Linked DNA regions of Sus scrofa: region 2 is linked to region 1. The links are chromatin contacts, called in public Hi-C maps. All regions are on one chromosome and are shown on one strand. The core of a region is the stretch at or near the end of the contact, and the rest is flanking DNA. Distances in the headings are between cores, read along the strand shown.

Region 1 (2,700 bases), core at 189-2,688:
CCCAGGCTAGGGGTCGAATCAGAGCTACAGCTGCTGGCCACAGCCACAGCTACAGCAACACAAGATCCAAGCTGTGTCTGCCATCTATACCACAGCTCACAGCAACGCTGGATCCTTAACCCACTGAGCAAGGCCAGGGATCATGGGTACTAGTCAGGTTCATTACTGCTGCGCCACAATGGGAACTCCAAGATGAGTATTATCTTTTATCTTGTTGCATTTTCTTGCAGTATTTTAAGATTTTATGTTATATTTAATACTTTAAATTAGCAGTACTTCCTTTTGAGGTGTGATATAAGGTGAGAATTGATGTACCCTTATAGTAAGTCAAAGTACTTGTGACAGGGCTCTCTTCTTGTGAAACACAGCCACTGGTCCTGGTGAAGGGGCTTCACAGCTTTCAGAGTCTCCCTAGGTTACTCCTGGGTGACTCCAATTCTATGCTGGGTGCCTATACCAGGCGCCATGAACATCAGACTTTGGATTGCTTCTATTAGTTGTTGCCCCAGGAGGATTGCCAAGAGTAGAGATGCTTTCTCTATTTCCTGGTACTTTGAAATAGAAAACCCACCTGGCCATTTCACTGTCTAGTTTATAAGAGACAGTAAAGTCAAAACACTCAAAGAAACCAGGGCTCGCTTGGGTCTGTGTCAATTGCTCCAGGCTCTGGAAGTCCAAGCACCTTGTCACGGATACTGGATACCCTTATCTAATTTCATGCTTTCAAACCTCTGAGGTAGCACTGCTGATAAATGATTCCCATTCTAAAATCAGGTGGTTGATATCAACCAGCCAACTTCTTCCACGTGTATTGATTGTTGCCAGAGCCATGACTCTCTTCTATTTGAGCAGCATGGCCCTCACGGTACTGTTAAAGGCATTGGTTTCAATGGTGTAGAGCTGTTTCGATCAAGGTAAATCAAAGTTGGGAAGGAGACAAGCAAGTCTTCAACTGCTATGATGCCTTATCTAACTCTGGATCTGAGGGAAACTTGTCCTTCCTTTTGAGAAGGTTAATTTTGGTCCAGGAAAGGCATGAATGGGACCTCTTTGGACCAGGAATCAATAGATAAAGTAGCCTGCTCTTTCTCGGAAAAGCCCAAAGGCTCTCCCAGGCTTATCCTCCCTCCCGTTGTTTCGGGGATTGTATTTGTCCCAATCAATTAATCTTCCACACCATTTCTCCCAAGAAATGAGGACTCTAAATTGTCTCCCCTAATGTCACAGAGATGTGCATATGAGGTCCCTGATAGGACAGAGTTTGTGTCAGCTTGTGGCAGGGTGTATAAGACATGTACAAATAAGAGGCTCCTTCTTGTGCTTGGGAGGCTAAATTTAGACCATGGGCCAGGATACGTGGAGATAAATTGCTTGGAACTCCGTCTTGAATCCTGTAGCAACAGAAAGCAACTACTCTGCCCTCCACCTCACATGGGGCCATTCTGATAAGAATCAGCACTGTGGGAATAAGGTCAAGAGTCCAGAGGACTCTCAGGGCTGCGGAATATGTACCACCGGCACTAAAACTCTAAATACGCGTTTCCCACAGAAATACTGTTCAGTCAGGGTCTTTAGTAGTTGTAGTACAATATTTAGGTACTTTAGAATTCTGTAAGCTTTTGTGGGCTGGCCTTTGGGCAGAGACACAATTTGTAATGTTGTCTCTATAGGAAAACTTGTTCCCAGTTCCAGACAACAGCCCAACAAATAAACTAGTAAGTTGGGAATTGCCTGTTTTGAGGCCTTTCACTGGCAAACACAATAGATTCCAAAGGCTTTCATAGTCAAGCTAAACTTACAGCCTGTGGTCTAAGATATTGGCTCTGAGCCCAGAAGCCCTCTTCTGCCCCTCTGTCCTCTCTCTGCTGAACATTTTGATTGAATTCCTCCTATCCTCAAGAGCCCATCAACCAGTGTTATCTCTGTCCCTGGATCCACCTGCAGGCATTACACTAAGGTAAAAGCTGAATACAGTTGGCCCTCCATAATGATGGGGTCTGCATCTAAGGATGCTGAGGGCTGACCATGGGACTTGAGCATCTGTGGATTTTGGTATCCGTAGAGGACTGACTGTACTTTTAATCCTAAATTTTTAAATTAAAACATTTCAGAATTACAAAAAGTTTCAAGAATAATGAATGCTTGCAGTTCCCTGATAGTGTGGCAAGTTTAAGATCTAGCATTGTCACAGCTATGTCTACGGTTGCTGCTGTGGTGTGGGTTTGATCCCCGGCCTGGGAACTTTTTTTTTTTTTTTTTAATCTTTTGTCTTTTTAGGATCATACCCGTGGCACATGGAGGTTCCCAGGCTAAGGGTCCAATCGAAGCTACAGCTGCTGGCCTACACCACAGCCACAGCAATGCAGGATTCGAGCCGTATCTCTGACCTACACCACAGCTGTGAGCTGCACTCACGGCAACGCCGGATCCTTAACCCACTGAGCAAGGCCAGGGATTGAACCCGCAACCTCATGGTTACTAGTCGGGTTCGTTAACCACTGAGCCACTACAGGAACTCCCTGGTCCGGGAACTTTTGCATGCTGTGGGCATGACCCCCTGCCCCTAACTTTTTTTTTATTTTAAAAAGAATAATGGGAGTTTGTCATGGCTCAGCAGAAATGAATCCAATATCCATGAGGATGCAGGTTCAATCCCTGGCCTTGCTCAGTGGGTTAAGGATCCAGCGTTGCCATGTGCTG
Region 2 (2,700 bases), core at 112-2,611, 35 kb after region 1:
AACCAAAGTAAGTCCCAGTTCTCCTGGAGATGACACTCTAATGGGCACTTTACATACACTGGTTCACTTACTCCTTACAATAACCATATGAGGTAATGATGACAACAACAATAGATCAGTCTAAACAATGCATATCTGTGCCCAGCACTTGTCTACCTGCTTTCTTTGTATTAATTCAATTACCACAACAACCCTGTGAGGCAGGGGATATGTTTTCCTCATTTTACAGATGAGGAAACTGAGACAGAGAGGTAAGTGATTCTCTCAAGCTTCAAACCCAAGCAGTGGGGCTCTAACTCCCAGGCTGTTAGCCGCATGACTATATTGTTTCATTTACGTTTCGTTCGTAATATCACAACTTTCAAGCGGCTGAGTCCTATCGCAGATCTAACTCCCAGGCCCACGGGTTTGCGCTGCACCCCAGTGGCCTTGTAGAATAAAGGAGAAGATCTAGGAATTTTTGCAACACTTCTAAGGAATTCAAACGGATTTCAACGTAATTCCCAGATTTGTTATGTGAACCCTGTAAATTCCCCGGGAAGAAGTAAGATAGGGCCAGGGCCCTGGGTCATCTCACGGTGGCCGGGGCACCCAGCAGATGGCGCTATCTTAGTAGCCACCAGCTGGCTGCCCAGTCCCCCTGGGCTCACCGCCTCTGCTGAAAGCTTCCCGGCTCTCCTTCGCTCCCTTCTCTCTCCCCCTCCCCACGGAGCCCGGGCGCACGTGACCTCCAGGCGGCCAATGGGCGAGCAGAGAGGGCGAGCTGGTCCCTGTGGCCGCCATTAAAGCGAAGGGAAAACCCGTGAATTCGGATTAAAGGGGGAAAAACACCGCCCGCTGGGCCCACAAAATGGGGGAGACTACGGCGTCCCGGCGGTGAGGCCGCAGGAGAGCGGACGTTAGGCCGGCTTGGCCCAGGGACGACACGAAGACACAGCCAGAGAATGGTCTGAGCCCGCAGACGCCGCCACCACCTCCGCCACTGAGGAGACTCTGGGCTTAAGGACATCGCCGCTGCCGGGTCGGGGGCCTGGGCTTCTCTCCCGGTTCTCGCCCTTCCCGCCCCTCTGCGGGCGCCTCCCCGCCCGGGAGAGCCCTCCAGGGCCTGGGATCTGCCCTCTCGGACTCGATTTTAATTATTTATTGTGTAATTTATTATATTTTCTTGTGGCAGGGGCACACATCCCCTCTGTCCCCGAGAGGGACGGGCGTCCGCGGGCTCCGCGGCGGCCGCAGTCCGGCCCGCGGGGCGAGCGCGGCGCGGCCCTCCCGCCTCCGGCTCTCGGCCCCGGGCGGCTGGGTGCCGGCCGGGCGGCGGGGACTGCTCGCGGCGGCGGGGGGGTGGGTGGGGAGGGCGGGCGGCCCGGCGGCCTCCTCTTCCACCGCCCCCCAACCACCACCCCCCCGCCCTCCCCGGTGTCTGTGTTTCTCTCTCTGGTCGGAGGCGGCGGTAATGGCGGATGGTGGGTTGTGGCGCCGGCGACGGCTGCTGTGAGGGACGATGAGTTCCTCCTTCGTGCCGAACGGGGCCAGCCTGGAAGATTGTCACTGTAACCTCTTCTGCCTGGTGAGTGCGGGGCGGGGGCCACGGCGAGCGGGCGTTGGGGGAGGGGCCGCGAGGTGCGCCCTTGGGCCGTGGGGGAGGGGGTCCGGGTCGGTTCCAGATGCCGGAGTCCCCGGGCTAGGCCCAGCCGGAGCCGGAGCCGGCGCGGCGGCCAGCTCGGCACCAGCCCGGCGGCCGCGGTCCTCTCCGGCGGTCCCGGGCGCTGTGTTTCGAGTGTCGGCCCTTTTTCTCGTTTCTGACTCTTTTTCCCCCTCCTCTGGTAGTCTGGTCTTTAACTTGGGCTCCTTATCCGGCAGGACACTAGCCTTTCCCTCTGTTTCTTGCTTAACTGTTGCTCTCCTCCTCATGGACCGTGTATCCCTTCTTCACACTTACCCATTATTGCCCGTTCTCCTTCTGTCTCACTCTGCTCATCTGGTTTCCCCCCAAAAAGCGGACCCCGGAACTTAAGCACTCTTTTCGTTGTCCATTTTTTATTGTGAGTCAAACTATATAGGGGGGTTGGTTTCTTCCTTGCGCGACTTCAGGCTCTGTGTAAAAAGGAGTAGATGCCATTTCATATGTTTTTTCTTCAAACTTTGAAAACAACTTGCCATTTTGACAATTTTTAGCCATTTTGCTTTTATTAGAACATTATGTTTGTGAGAGTGGAGCGAACCAGAGGAGGAGGTGCTGTGGTTTTGCACTAAATATTTTTGTATTTGTCTAATTTGCCTTCGTTTTTAGCATATTTTGAGGGGGCTGTTCCTTTTTTTATTGGAAAGTCAGGGAAAGCTAGATTTAGGGATGATAATTGTGTACGTTGGCCCAGATCTGGGAACATCCAATAAAGACTTTCAAAAGTACCAACTGTTGCAAATATTTAGTTTTCAATTGGATAGTAACTTAGCTTCATCAGTGATTTAAAGTTTAGGTGACTTTCTTTTTTCATTTTCCCTATCCTATGAGAAATATTAAGAGAGTGTGTGATAGGTAAGTGAATTGAGTGGGCGGAGCACAACTAGTTGGCCAGTGTAAACTGCCAGTCATGTATCAGCAGTTTCATTTTTGGCACCTTGCGCTTTGCACCTTTAAGTTAGATTCAGAATTACAAGTTCGCTCTAATGAATTTCTTTTCACGATGCTAAACTGAGATC

Evidence for each region. A called contact is a pair of places that touch in the nucleus more often than the background predicts.
Region 2: a Hi-C map of liver shows a contact between it and region 1, with 5 times the contacts expected there. The contact joins the promoter of MED13 here to the enhancer-like site in region 1. A contact is called at or near these places in 1 of 5 promoter capture datasets (liver) and 3 of 47 Hi-C or Micro-C datasets (embryonic fibroblasts, liver and skeletal muscle).

What each region holds. Positions count from the first base shown.
Region 1 is chr12:36,297,218-36,299,917 of Sscrofa11.1, forward strand. All of the region lies in intron 4 of LOC102157680 (a long non-coding RNA gene), which reads left to right. Among named protein-coding and RNA genes, the nearest start is that of MED13, 35 kb to the right of the region's middle. Within about 2 kb of position 1,439, at least 1 of the 83 cell types and tissues checked has an H3K27ac peak or open chromatin away from gene starts, as enhancers often do. A contact at or near this core is called in liver, where this site is marked.
Region 2 is chr12:36,332,380-36,335,079 of Sscrofa11.1, forward strand. It overlaps MED13 (mediator of RNA polymerase II transcription subunit 13), which reads left to right and starts at 1,362. Exons shown (of 31, transcript XR_002337203.1): 1 at 1,362-1,567.